4 separate regions of the Mus musculus genome follow, and all the other regions are linked to region 1. The links are chromatin contacts, called in public HiChIP or PLAC-seq and promoter capture Hi-C maps. All regions are on one chromosome and are shown on one strand. Each heading gives the region's core, a stretch centred on a gene start, on an enhancer-like site or on the middle of the called end of the contact. The rest is flanking DNA. Distances are from core to core; before and after follow the strand shown.

Region 1 (3,384 bases), core at 264-2,763:
CACTGTCTGAACCCTGAAACTCAGCTATTTCACTAATCCTCAAGGAGAATCTAAGAAGGTAGGTACACATCAGGAAATAAGTGGTTGGAGGTCAAGATGCTTGCCCAAGGTCACATAGGTATTACACTGAGCCACCTGGACCAAAACACAGGCCATGGGAACCCAACAGTCTAACCGCCGTTCACTGACAGTTTTTCCCTCCTCTGGTTTCCAAAAAGGCACTTCATCTTTTGGCCCTCGCTTATCTCAAGGCTAGAAGCTCTCAATATCTAGGCCATAGCCTGTCTTGGGAGTGACAAGCACTGCCACACACTTCTGTTTAAGGGAACTTAGCTCCCAACCTGTCTCTTCCTTCCACTTCGCAAACTGTTCAGAAAAAGGGGGCTATGTTTCTGCCCATCCCCAGAGCTTTGGTCAGCCAAGGAAGAAGTAAGGCAAATTTCCCCACACCCAATAGAGAAAGGCGAGGACAGGGGATGGGAAGGCTCACCGAAAAAGTCAGGCTCACTTTTAGCAACTCATAGCATCCAGTCCAGCAGGGCTCCAGTACTCCGGCGCTAGGGGGGCAGAAAGGAACAGTCATCCCAGCCCTAGACACAGGCAGTGAGCAAAGCAGGCCCTGAGTAACCCTGTTCCAGGGAAAGCCCACAGAACGGGGACCCGTCTACAAACGCGCCAACCCCACCCTCAGATCGCGCGGGGGGGGGGGGGGAGTCAGGCCAAGTCCAGCTTCACAACGTCATGCCTATGATCTTCACTGGGCCCGACTACCACACTTGGCGCCAACGCAACCCCTGCTGCTGACCTTGGGCAGCGTGTGCCCTCTCTTGGGCCTCAGTTTCCACTAATGTCAGAGGTGCAGGGTAGAGATGACTTCCTTGGCCCGCAAGCGTCGGAGTAGGGACTAGGCGCAGGCTTCCGGAGGCCGCTCACGTGCGCTCTGCGGAGGGCCGGGCCCTTAAAGGGACCTGCGCCGGCGAACTTGGGTGCTAGCAGCCGGGGGGCCTTGGGGTCGCCGCTTCGTGCTGTCGGCTTCCTGCCGCCCCGGCTCGCTTCACGGCCTCCTGCACCTCTGCAACTTCAGACACGCTAAAGTTTGGAGCGGCGACGCGACGCGCGGCCACAGGCAGCGCTGCTGAAAGGTGAGGGCCCCGCCCGTTCCCCTCTAGTCCCACGGACCCCGGACGTTCCCGCACCCAGCACCGAGGCAGGATCCGCGCCGAGAGGTCAGGACCGCCTCCCCGTCGCTTTCAGGCCCGGGAAGCAGGCTGGGCCAGCAGTGAGTCAGACGCGGGGCAGAGGGCGGCTCAGGCCGCGGGGAGCAGGCGGGAGGGGATGAGGGGGAGCCCCGGCAGACACCCCGTCGGGAACGCCTCGCCTCTGGCCCCGCCCTCACCTCAGCGGCGGCCCCACGGACGCGGACGGGCGCCGGAGGAAGATAGGGGCTCAGTCGTGGAGCCTGTGTGCGCTTGCCCCTCGCGCTCGCTCCGCCCCTTTCGCGGCGGGACGTGACCGTGGCTGTGGGCGCGTGCGCTCCAGATTTGGAGGGCGGAGGCCTGCCCCGCCCCGTCTCCTTGGTAACATGCACGCCTCCCCCGCCGCCTCCCCCCCCCCCAGCTGGGTTGGGCCCACAACACACATTCCTGCTTCCAATGAAGGGGAACTCCTGAAGGTGATCAAGCAACAACCAACCAATACCCCAAGGTATCCTGGCCGACAGGGAGGGAAGGGAAGGCGCAGGGGTGAAGGCGGGCTCCAAGCACCGGGAAAGTCAGCCTGTTTGCCTGCTCCAGAAGCCCAGGAAGCCAAAGCGGGACTGAATAGTGTTTGTGCATTTTAGAGAGGATCCGCACAGCAATGTCGGCCTCTTACTAACTGAACCAGTCTTACTCTCGCCACCTTCCCTCAGAACCTTCTCAAGTCTGGCCGCTTGCTCAGGTCTTAACAGCTGAGGAAGCTATGGATAAACAAAAGATGCTCTGAACAATCTCTGGAGAATGCAAATTTAAGTGTCTTCACTCAGCCACCCATCAGGGATTCTCTGAGCATAGGGACGACCATCCCTCCATCCAACCTTTATTATGGAAACACTGAGTGAACCAAATGAAAGCCTTGGCCTCCGGAAGTTCACTCCAGGGAACACCTCTTTTCAAAGCTTCTACTTCACAGCCCTGGCTGTGGTTGCTGGGAGTTTCTACTAAGTTAATATAACTTAGGTAACTCCCAAGTCAAGGGTAAGCTCCTTCAATACAGGTTCAATCTTGAGCTAGGATCTGATGACCTATGAATCTCAAAGCACTGTACTGAGGGCACCTCCTGAGACGCCCAGATCTATGCTGGAAGTGAGGAAGGCCACTATGCTTGTAAACTTGGCTGTTTATAAATCTTGATGCCAGACAGGCTGGGCCAAGGACTATATTAGTACTTCTGACAAGATTGCTTTATGGAAAGTTGATCACCCAAAGAGCATATAAGATGACTTTGGAAAAAGCCAGCAGCCATGGGGTAACATGTGATCTTGAATGTCATCCACAAGACAAATGTCCCAATGCTGTAGACAGGCTGGTAAGAAAAAGCAGCTAGCTACTCAAAAGTCTTCAAAGTAGAGAGGGCAGGAAAGTCATTATAGCTATTTTACCGTGAACATCAAACATGGTAATGATTGGCTGCTTCGGGCAGGTGGGCTGTACACTAGATAGGGTTCTTGAGACACGAAGGGCACATGGCCCAGGTTCAGAGCACATGTTAATTCTGTCTCTCTGAAACTCATTAGCCTGTGTCAGGAAATGACTGTCAGGAGACACTCTTTCTTCATCCTGCTGTCTTGGCTCACTTCCCTTAGCCTGGGTGGGAACTCTAGAACTCAGTATCAGAGTTGCAGGTATGCCTGAGGAATGTCAGCACTCTATTGTAGGAGAGCCTGCAACTGGGAATCAGCCCACCAGACTTCATCTCCCAGTGCTTCCAACAATGCCGGCTATCAAGTGACCACCAGGGGGCAACAGACTCCTTGGCAAGGCCCTTTGTACACTCCTACCAGGTCTGAGACCGGCTCACCTTACATTCCCAGACCTCTCTCAATAGCACAGACCCCACTTAGTGTAAGCCCAGACTTAACCTTCCTCTTTCCCAGTAATCACCAACTGAGGTGCTTTAGTTCTGTGTAGACTGCCAGAGGGTATGTCCCCGGGGCGGCTCCTCTTAAACTTGCGGGGTTAGAGGGAACTGTCCATTTCCTCCCCTCCTCCCATTCCAAACCCTGTTAGAGCCCCACCCCCAACTCTGCCCGAGAATATCCACTCGGTGTAAAGTGCTCCCACAACTCCCATCCCCACAGTCCGTATGACTGAAACTGGTTTAATCCAGCCATCCAGCCTTGAATGG
Region 2 (3,384 bases), core at 340-2,839, 220 kb after region 1:
TAGATGCATGTGAGGAGAGAGAGGATGAGGAATGGCGGCCTGTGCCCATCAAGTTCATGGGGCTGTGATCAAGAACAGGAAATAGGAAGGAATCAGGCAATAGCTAAGAAAGCATGGTAGGCAGTAGGAGGAAAGGACAGATGCATGAAACTGACACGTAACCCAAGCCAGCACTTGTTCGCAGGATTCTATAGCCAATGTTCACACCTGTCTGAGGCCTAGAGGAGTTCTGAGCCTCACTCTGTCACTGGCCTGAGAAGGCTTATGCTAGTGCAATCTCTTTAGAGTTAAATGGATTACAGCCATTCAGAATGAAAGCACTAGCAGTTTATCAGGAGGAATGAGAGACAGAAATGACAAGTCAAGTCCAGGATCCTATACTCTTTCTATGGAATGTTAGTCTGAACATTGCCTAACCCAGCATACACTATTTTAAGATCTGTTCTGAGAGCAGAGGCAACTTACTGATATGAAGATACTATCAAAAGAGACAGATGTAAACTATCTATGGTTACAAGTATCCCAACAACTTTCCTCTACCAACACTAGCAGGCCCTCTTCATTTGTTCCTCTTCTCATTAGCTGAGTAGCCACTCTATTGAGCTGCATGCTGGAAAATAAACGAATCTAAGAGAGAAATTCATTGCAGTAAATTTCTCTCCTAAAGCTGGCTTCCTGTCATAAAGGCTTTGAGTATTCCCACTTGAGACTGTTCAGTCATTGCTTAAATGCCACACCACTGTCATTATTCCCTTCCTTAAAAACAATCAACAGGGGCTGGTGAGATGGCTCAGTGGTTAAGAGTGCCGACTGCTCTTCTGAAGGTTCGGAGTTCAAATCCCAGCAACCACATGGTGGATCACAACCATCTGTAACGAAATCTGATGCCCTCTTCTGGAGTGTCTGAAGACAGCTACAGTGTACTTACATATAATAAATAAATAAATCTTTAAAAAAAATCAACAATCCTCATTCTCTTTGGAATCCTATCCAAAGGTACACGTGAACAAGGCCCATGCTGAGCAAGCCCTGGCCCCTGCCAATGCTCAGGAATCCTGCACCCCAGTCTTCTCTCTCTGGAGGGAACCTTCCCAGCCCTAATGCCATACCTGTGCCTGTGGGTCATCTTGATGTTCTCAGGGCTCATGGGGCTATGGGATGCCAGAACATTTCCCCGTGGGGTGCTGGTGCCTGAACATGCAGGACTTAGCTTATCCAAACCTGGAAACTCCTGTTGAGAAAGGAATGTTTGTTCATAGATAAATAAAGGTAGGAGAGATAAGTTGTCTGCTGGTAAAAATGTAAAACAAATAGACAAACAAAAAGAGAATCATATGATATACTTTTGGTTTCTTCTGGACAATATGACCTTCATTACTAAATACTCCCCTAAGCATACTGGAGCCTAGACCAGATGCTATTGAGCTCCAGGTAAACTCCACTAAGAGAGACGCATCTAGAACAGGCTGAAGTGAATCTGTGTTTCCAGGGGAGTGTTAACAGGCTTTCTTAGGTCAGAGCACACAGAGCAATAGCTGGGAGGGAGGAGTCAGCTGTCAGTCAGTGCAGACGCTTACATAAGAGCTGGTGCTGGATTTTATTGGATTGCTGAATGGCCCAGCTCTTACTGACCTGCTAAGTTTCCTGTGGCACAGTCTATAGGGAAACAGGAAACAAAGTGCTGATGTAAGTAACCGAAAGCAGCACAGCTCTATTTCAGCATAATTAAATTCTTACTAAGTACGCAGACTTCTTGGCAGCAACGGCTAATCTAACTTCCCACTGAGTGACAGAAAATATATTGGTCTCTGTCTCTGAGACAATTTTCCAGGTTTTCCTCAAGGCTTTCATAATATATGATGGACAAAGGCTCTTGTCTGCTGTGTATGTTTCTGAGCTGGACTGAGAGTAGCACATTTTCCCCTTTCTTCTTCCAAAGCAGGCATAGTGTTAAACTGTTTCTGTAATGTCACAGTATGGACCTGGATGCACATGGACAAGTACTTTGTGCCTTTGTTGTAGTGATCTGACTGCAGAGATGTGACAGGGACCTCCTGGGTGCCAAGCTCTCCATTACCTGGGCTACCAGCTGGGATGAGAAGTCTGCACAGAGCAGAGACCAGCGGTGTGTGCAGGAGCCAGCGCAATGAGGTGGAATCCCCATCAGACTCAGTAATGCTACTCAAGTCCTCACCACCACCTCGGCTTTAGGGGAAGCATATATGTTCTGCATCTCTCACGTGAAACACCGTGGAGGACTCTCCCAGGAAGGAGACATTTTGTGAGCTACAGAAATTCCTCTGGAAAGTGAGCCAGTCTCTCACACTGTGATGAACTTCTTTTGCTATTTTGCTTTTAATGCTGTCCATTCTTGCAAGGAACCAGCTGAGGCCTGCCTTGGGAGTCTGGAGGGACTAAAAGAACCACAACCCACAGCATCCAAGAACAAAGCTGGCCTGCTCAAGACTGACAAGCTTAGTGAGTGCTTGGATGGCTCAGCCTTCCCCAAGATTTTGCATCACCTGTAGAGGAACTTCTCTAGGACAGCATGGCCCACCGTCTAACAGCTATATTTATTTATATTTATTTATTTTATATTATATTTATATATATAAATATGCATACCTAATACATATTTAGTAGCTCTCAGTAAAATGAGAAGAGAGTAGTGGCAGGTCTGTAAGCAGGTGTGGGCAGGTAAAAGATAAGGCTAGAGCCTGTGATTGGGCAGTGAAAAAGGAAGGCAGGTTGAGAGTTTTAGAGATGAGACACAGAGGGACAAAGATAGGACAGGAAGAGGAGACAAGATGGAGGAGGAGGAAGAACCAAATCCGCATGGCTTGAAATAGCCACATGTAGCTATAAATATCATAGGCAAGCAATAGAACAATATAGGGCAATTTGTTCAATCTAGGTGGGCAGTTTGTGTTTATATCATTGCGTTTTGAGTTCTTTGAGTGGGAGTTTTGTGAGTTGAGAATTTACTGATATGAATCTGACTGAAGATTTACAAGCCTCTGGAGCTTTGATTTGCCTGGGCTATGGGGATTTATGATAGCTAGCCACAGGGGCTGGCTGCCTGGGATGTTTTTAATTGTTACACGCAGCATATGGCGACTTAGGTCTGGGAGCCAGAATATTTAAGAGAAAGTCTATTCTAGAAATAATTTACAATCAGCCCTGTGGTTAAAAATTGGGTAATGGTACGTGATATGAATAGGGACTTAGGAACTCAGGGCTACTTGAATCTTATCTTCAACCAACCAATACTCCATTTTTAAGATCACGCCAAGGAAAACTGATCCTGGATTACAGGCCCTGCCTGTGTGCATTAGTTCTTAGGCTAAACTTGCTATGGAGAGTAAAGAGACATGGCAGACTTAG
Region 3 (3,384 bases), core at 569-3,068, 170 kb before region 1:
TAAGCACTGCACACTTTCGTCTGTCTGGGTTGGTGAGATCAAACCCCCAGGGCCTTGCACATGAATGTGCAAAGCAAACCTTCTGTCTTCGAGCTCAGCCTAGGCCTTTCATAAGCTTGTCCCACCTCTTCAGCACCCCACCCCCACTCCCTTTTGGGCTTATCACTTCTAGGAAGAGTCTATGTCAAGTGCTGCTGGGTTTTCTTCCCCTTGACTTCCTCAACAGACATTCTCAAGTATATTTGTTTCCTACATACTATTTATAGAGGCTCGTTCTCAGCCACTTCAAAACTGGTCTTTGCCCTGTCAGTAACAGCAGCTGGTCTGTCTTGGTATGTCTGTCAACTCATTAAGAGCCAAAGAAAACCACTTGAAAACCTTCTCCCTGTTGGGAAGTTGGCTACTGATGTTTCCCCCTCGTGTCGTCAGTTCTCTGAGCAGCTTTGGAAGGCTAATAACGCTGTTTGTTTTCTCTGGACACATTTCTTCAGCTGCAGCAATCAAACTGATTTAATTAAGCACACTCCCGGGTAACAGCTTGCCTTGTTTGGTTAGCACACGACCAAGTTGGAAATTCATTTTCTTTGCAACTCCGTCATCACATTTTAGTTTTGGGAAAAGAGTCTGCTGTGCGGAGATGTGCCGCTGAAGGCTCTCATCCTTTGTGCTCACTGCTTTTCCGTGAGCTGGAAAGATGGTGGCTTGCATCATTTATTAATACTGTTTTATCTTAGTTTCTTTACATTCCATCATTAATTACTTTATACGTATGTGTGTCAGTATAGGCTGTGCATGCAGTGCCCTTGGCGGTTAGAAGAGGGTGGTGGATTGAAGTTACAGATGGTGGTGAGTTACCATGTGGCTGCTGAGAATTGAACCTGAAATGAAAAATCTTTTAAATTTAGACCCCATTAACAGGCTGGTACTTAGCATTAGTTTCCAAGTCCTGTCGCCACCTCCCCGCCCCCAAACCTGAGCCTAGCTCCAGTCTCTAGGCTAATCCCCAACAAGACCAGAGTTTCCAGGTTATTTCCCCAACAAACCTGCACTCCCAGGTTACAAGCCCACCCCCTGCCTAACGACCACCAATGCATAGGGGAGCAGAAGTTAAGTTTATGATACAGACCACAATAGCCTTCCACCTCGATGCTTGCACATGTGTTCTCTGTTTGCTGCTTACTACAAAGCCTTGCCCCGATAGATATTCGGGATCCCCCCCACACACACACCAAAACTGTCTTGCATGATGGTGGTGCACTGGGGGCTGGGGAGCATCCTTCTGTCTCCTCTACCTCTGTAGCCCTGGAGCTGCAAACATGTGCTACTGAGCCCAGTTATTTTATGCAGGTTCTGGGGATCAAAGTTTACATAGCTATCACCTTAATATCTGAACTCTCTTCCTAGTCCAAAGATGCTATTAAGAAAAGATTTATTCTTATTTTATGAGTATTTGCCTACATGTATGTCTGTGCATCACGTGTGTAGTGCTCATGGAAGCTGGGAGAGGACTTTGGGTTCTTTGGAACAGTTGTGAGCCACCATATGGATGCTGGGGACTGAACCCAGGTCCCCTGGAGCATTGCCCAGGGCTCTTAACTATTGAACCATATCTCTCTAGCCCCAAAGAAGCTTTCTGAAGGAGTAAAAACATACTGTGGGAAGCAAGTAGATTTGAGTGGTATAAAGGTGTGGGTTATGAGAATTTGTATATGGGTGTATTGGACCCTCCGGTCATAGCCAGTGACACACAACACAGGTGCTGAGAATGTTGGTTATTGGAAGCCGTCCTGGTGCCTGTGTCATAGGCACCCTTATGACGTCATCACTCCTTCCATCTACTCTGTCTGCTGGATCAGAGCTAGGAGAGCAGACCGGAGGGTGATGGGAACATCTAGCCCCTAACCATGGGTAATTTGTAGAATTCAGATCTCAGGGGGGAGGTTTAGCCATGCATGCCTATCTCAGGGGACTGAATGTTTTATAAGAGATTGATCTTTCCAGGAATGGTCAACTCACAGCCCATGTACAGTCTGCGGATGAGGCTAGCTAGGAGCGTGGCCCAATATAAAGTTGTAAACTTCCTTAAAGTGTTCTGAGGTTTATGTGTGTGATTGATTTTGTTTTGTAACTCAATCACGTGTTGTTTTTGTCTTTGCTTTGTTTTTCTTTTTCTGTGTGAACATAGAAGGTGACAAAGTAATTCACAATGTCTAAAGGTTGGATACACTTCATAGGGCTCAGTAAATGTCTCCTAGTTACCACAGGAGGGGTTTTATAACAAAGGCCATAAATAACTAGGTATAGTGGCCCACAGCTTTAATCCCAGCACTTGGAGAGGCAGAGGCAGGCAGATTTCTATGAGTTCAAGGCCAGCCTGTTACTGGACAGCCAGAGCTGCATAGTGAGACCCTGTATCTCTCTCACACACACACACACGCACACACACACATACACACACACCCCAGAAACTGAGTCTAGTTCACTTAGCACAAGGGAAAGCATTCTTGCTTTCTAATCTACTTTCTTCCCAAACACAGAAAGAAAGTTTTAAATTATTATCACAACAGTTATTATCATAACAGGTACATGTCCAGAAACTCAGATGTTAGGTTGGTGTATTCAAGCTGATTAACTGGCATGTACCACAGGAAGTTCAATTTAGCTGGTCTCCCGGGTGCATCTGTGGCCCTGCAGGGTTCTGCAGCTCTTGAACTTCCTAGATAGAGGATCGGGATTCCTGTCTGGCTCACCCTGAGCTCCCTAAGTGTCCTAAGTGGTCTGTTCTCTCTTGCAAGGCCCAGAAAAGTCTACGGCCATGACAGAAACATCTGCGGCTGTGCGCATCCAAGCATGGTGGCGTGGCACACTACTACGACGCACGTTGCTGCATGCTGCCCTCAGCGCGTGGATCATTCAGTGCTGGTGGAGAAAGATAATGATAATGTTGCAAGGGAAGAAACGGCGGATGGCTCTGGAGTTATACGCTCGAAAAACGTGGGCAATAGTCAAACTGCAGTCCTGGTTCAGGATGTGGCACATACGTCATCGATACTGTCGTTTGCTGAATGCTGTTCGCATCATCCAGGTTTATTGGCGTTGGCATAGTTGTCACACTCGTGGCTTTATTCAGGGCAACTATGAAATCAAAGAAAACCGACTGAATATTCAACTTGAGATTTCCCTGGGCTCACAGGCTTGTAAGGTGGAACAGTGCATAACCCTACCAATAAAAGAGTGATCAGGTCTGCTACACCCGTATTCTCTGCTCTGTAGCAGAAGGATTTCCAAGTCACTATTAGGACCAACACGGCTTTAATCACACTAGTGCCTGGCAAATCAGCTCTGAGGGGCACTACTGAGAAGGAGCCTCAGTGGGGAAGTATG
Region 4 (3,384 bases), core at 599-3,098, 170 kb after region 1:
GTTCCTGTAGATGAAGCACATGTAGAGACCAGAAGACAGCTTTTGGATGTTAGCTCTTTCCTTTTTATCTTGTTGCTGTGGATTCTGTGAATTTTTAACCACTCTGTTTGCCCATCTTTGTTTTCCTGTGGAAGTGCTTTTAGTACAACATCCATTTTATTCTTTTTTTTAAAATATAGGTTCTGGTTATCAAACTTAGTCATCAGGCTTATACATTACACAGCAAGCCTTTTTGCCCTCTGAGCCATCTCCTTGGCCCTTAAAACTCTATAGAATAATGGTACCTAGCTCACATGTACCTTCCACTTCCTCCTTCCCACCTTCTTGTCCCTCTTCAACACACACGAATTTAAACTCAGATTCTGTATATAGGACAGGACACTTTATTTGTTTGTCTTCCTCCCATCACCCTCATCTTTTCCTTTTTTTTTAAAAAAAGATTTATTTGTTTTATGTATGTGGATTGTTGTTCTCTTCAGACACTCCAGAAGAGGGCATCAGATCCCATTACAGATGGTGTGAGACACCATGTGGTTGCTGGAAATTGAATTCAGGACCTCTAGTAGAGCAGTCAGTGCTCTTAACCGATAAGCCATCTCTCCAGCCCCTGTCTTTTCCCTTTTTAAGAGTCTTCCTTTGCCAGGTATGGTAGTGCATACTTTTAATCCCAATACTTGGGAGGCAGCGGCAGGTGGATCTCTGAGTTGGAGGTCAGCCTGGTCTACAGAGTGAGTTTTAGGACAGCTAGTGCTGTGAAGAGAGAGACTGTCTCAAAAAACAAAACAAAAAGGAAACCAATAAAATAGAACACAAAGGTCACCATTTTTCTCTTTCTTAGGCTCTGTTTTAGTTCCATTCCTTTTCTAGTGGTGAGTTGTTTTTGAGACATGTTCTTATTCTAGTCCATGCTGGCCTGGAGTTTACTTTTAGCCCAAGCTTGCCTTGAAATTGTTAGTATCTTCCTGTCTTGGCTTTCTGAATACTGACATCCTAGATATGTAAGTTTTTCTTCTGTTTCATTTTAATTCTAGATTTTATATGTGAATTATGTTATTTTATATCTTGAGATCCATCTATTTTCTTTTTTTCCTATTTACATTTTATTATTTGTTTTGTGTGTGTTCTTGCACACTCTGGTGTATGTGTGGAGGAAAAGAGGGTAACTTACTGGAGTAAGTTCTGTCCACAAATGTCAGTTCTTAGGCTTGATGCCAAGAGCTTTTTAGCCAATAAGCCATTTTGCCCACCCTGTCTGTTTTCTTGTAAAATAACATAATTTCATTTTTTTTTATTGCTGAGTAAGATTTCTTTGTGCATAAGGTTTGTCCATTTGTCTGTTGATGGATGCTTGTACTGATCCCATAACTTGGCTGTTGTTAATAGTGCACACTAAAGATAAATGTATAAACTGTTCCTGTAATATCTTGACATGAGTCTTCTAGCTATTAGTTTTATGAGGAATAATGTAATTTTTCCTATGTTATAGGTATCAGCATTATTTTGGGCGTGGCTGAGGGTGAGTTCTTTATCCATGATGCTGAAATTCAGAAGTCAGCACTTCAAATTATCATCAATTGTGTATGTGGTCCAGATAACCGAATATCCAGTATTGGCAAATTTATTTCTGGAACTCCTCGGAGAAAGCTGTCTCAGACTCCCAAGAGTAGTGAGCATACTCTGGCCAAGATGTGGAATGTGGTCCAGTCCAACAATGGCATCAAGGTGCTTCTGTCCCTGTTGTCCATCAAGATGCCCATTACAGACGCAGACCAGATCCGGGCCCTGGCCTGCAAAGCCCTTGTAGGCCTGTCTCGAAGTAGCACTGTTCGACAGATCATCAGTAAACTTCCCCTTTTTAGTAGCTGCCAGATTCAACAGCTGATGAAAGAGCCTGTGCTGCAGGATAAGCGTAGTGACCATGTCAAGTTCTGCAAATACGCTGCTGAGCTCATTGAGCGTGTATCAGGAAAGCCTCTTCTCATTGGCACTGATGTGTCTCTCGCACGACTGCAGAAAGCAGATGTTGTTGCTCAGTCGAGGATCTCCTTCCCTGAGAAAGAGCTGCTCCTGTTGATACGGAACCATCTCATTTCTAAAGGGCTTGGAGAGACAGCAACTGTGCTGACGAGAGAGGCTGACCTGCCCATGACTGCTGCCTCACATTCTTCTGCCTTCACCCCAGTGACTGCTGCTGCTTCTCCTGTCTCTCTTCCCCGGACCCCTCGGATTGCCAACGGCATTGCAAGTCGACTGGGCAGCCATGCTACTGTGGGTGCTTCTGCCCCTTCTGCTCCCCCTGCCCATCCTCCACCACGGCCCCCCCAGGGTTCATTGCCTTTGCCTGGCCCATCATATGCAGGCAATTCCCCTTTGATTGGTAGGATCAGTTTTATCAGAGAGAGGCCATCACCGTGCAATGGCAGGAAAATTCGAGTGTTGCGGCAGAAGTCGGACCATGGTGCATACAGCCAGAGCCCTGCCATAAAAAAACAATTGGATAGACATCTTCCTTCCCCACCTACGCTGGACAGTATCATCACAGAGTATCTTAGAGAGCAACATGCTCGATGCAAGAACCCCGTTGCCACCTGTCCTCCTTTTTCTCTCTTTACTCCTCATCAGTGTCCTGAACCAAAACAGAGGCGGCAAGCGCCAATAAACTTTACCTCAAGGCTAAACCGCAGGGCATCATTTCCAAAATATGGAGGGGTAGATGGCGGATGCTTTGATAGGCACCTTATCTTTAGCAGGTAAGGAGAGGTTCCCGGAATTCCTTGGGATGATTCTTTTATTTAAATCAGTGTTTGGTCAGTATCATCCCTGAGTCATTAGTTAAAGTCATTTGCTGGCCTGAAGATTAACTGAGTGTCCTTTATGTGCTGTATGAACTAATCAGTCAGTTATGGGTTATTTAGATTCTCGGCAGTAAGATCTCTTTGCTGTCGTCACAACCAGTAGGTTGTTTTAGCCATTTCTCAAACTTGCCTTTTGTGCCAGCCATGTTTCCTTCTGTGTGATTCTTTATAAATCATAGGTACAGATCATGGGTCTACACACTTTCCACAAGTCTTTTTTTCATTGAGAATTTAAACTATTGAATGTCACTCTAATGCTTTAGAATCCACTTTTTATTTGAAAGGCTTCACATTTTGAAACAAAATACCATCTAGCAAAATTTTGTGTTTCAGAGTTCCCGGACATGCTTTATTCTGATTTATGCTCTTCCCCCAACCCCTCGTTTAGATTTCGTCCGATTTCAGTATTCCGGGAAGCTAATGAAGATGAAAGTGGCTTCACCTGTTGTGCATTCTCAGCCCGGGAGCGGTTCCTGATGCTTGGCACTTGTACAGGGCAGCTGAAGCTCTACAATGTGTTTAGTGGACA

Evidence for each region. Promoter capture Hi-C pulls out the DNA fragments that hold promoters and counts their contacts. HiChIP or PLAC-seq counts read pairs in DNA pulled down with a chosen protein or histone mark.
Region 2: a promoter capture Hi-C map of the HPC-7 cell line shows a contact between it and region 1. The contact joins the enhancer-like site here to the promoter of Tex264 in region 1. A contact is called at or near these places in 23 of 39 promoter capture datasets (the 3T3-L1 cell line, the C10 cell line, the HPC-7 cell line and 16 more), 1 of 15 datasets of contacts at CTCF or cohesin (large pre-B cells), 57 of 484 Hi-C or Micro-C datasets (B cells, the C2C12 cell line, CD4 T cells and 34 more), 41 of 115 datasets of contacts at active chromatin or transcription factors (the 230-238 cell line, CD8 T cells, the HPC-7 cell line and 32 more) and 3 of 9 other capture datasets (adipose tissue, liver and pancreatic islet).
Region 3: a promoter capture Hi-C map of the C10 cell line shows a contact between it and region 1. The contact joins the promoter of Iqcf5 here to the promoter of Tex264 in region 1. A contact is called at or near these places in 4 of 39 promoter capture datasets (the 3T3-L1 cell line, the C10 cell line, hippocampal neurons and 1 more) and 1 of 9 other capture datasets (adipose tissue).
Region 4: a contact with region 1 is called in an H3K4me3 HiChIP or PLAC-seq map of bone marrow-derived macrophages, with 3 times the contacts expected there. The contact joins the enhancer-like site here to the promoter of Tex264 in region 1. A contact is called at or near these places in 20 of 39 promoter capture datasets (the 3T3-L1 cell line, 3T3-L1-derived adipocytes, the C10 cell line and 12 more), 1 of 15 datasets of contacts at CTCF or cohesin (the NIH/3T3 cell line), 8 of 484 Hi-C or Micro-C datasets (the AML12 cell line, the C3H10T1/2 cell line, the G1E-ER4 cell line and 5 more), 19 of 115 datasets of contacts at active chromatin or transcription factors (the 230-238 cell line, the SCID.adh cell line, T-cell acute lymphoblastic leukemia and 9 more) and 3 of 9 other capture datasets (adipose tissue, liver and pancreatic islet).

The regions. Positions count from the first base shown.
Region 1 is chr9:106,684,439-106,687,822 of GRCm38.p6, forward strand. Tex264 (testis expressed gene 264) reads right to left here and starts at 1,514. Exons shown (of 6, transcript NM_001081654.2): 1 at 1,397-1,514; 2 at 491-557.
Region 2 is chr9:106,907,307-106,910,690 of GRCm38.p6, forward strand. It overlaps Dock3 (dedicator of cyto-kinesis 3), which reads right to left. Exons shown (of 53, transcript NM_153413.2): 47 at 1,110-1,231; 48 at 1-62. Among named protein-coding and RNA genes, the nearest start is that of Manf, 17 kb to the left of the region's middle. Within about 2 kb of position 1,590, at least 73 of the 459 cell types and tissues checked have an H3K27ac peak or open chromatin away from gene starts, as enhancers often do. A contact at or near this core is called in the HPC-5 cell line, the HPC-7 cell line, LSK cells and 8 more, where this site is marked.
Region 3 is chr9:106,512,755-106,516,138 of GRCm38.p6, forward strand. Iqcf5 (IQ motif containing F5) reads left to right here and starts at 1,819. Exons shown (of 2, transcript NM_029300.1): 1 at 1,819-1,908; 2 at 2,796-3,249. The coding sequence starts at 1,905. The coding sequence ends at 3,238. It also overlaps a transcript of Iqcf3 not described here.
Region 4 is chr9:106,856,338-106,859,721 of GRCm38.p6, forward strand. It overlaps Dcaf1 (DDB1 and CUL4 associated factor 1), which reads left to right. Exons shown (of 24, transcript NM_001373930.1): 14 at 1,487-2,750; 15 at 3,244-3,384. Among named protein-coding and RNA genes, the nearest start is that of Rbm15b, 29 kb to the right of the region's middle. Within about 2 kb of position 1,849, at least 13 of the 459 cell types and tissues checked have an H3K27ac peak or open chromatin away from gene starts, as enhancers often do. A contact at or near this core is called in bone marrow-derived macrophages, where this site is marked.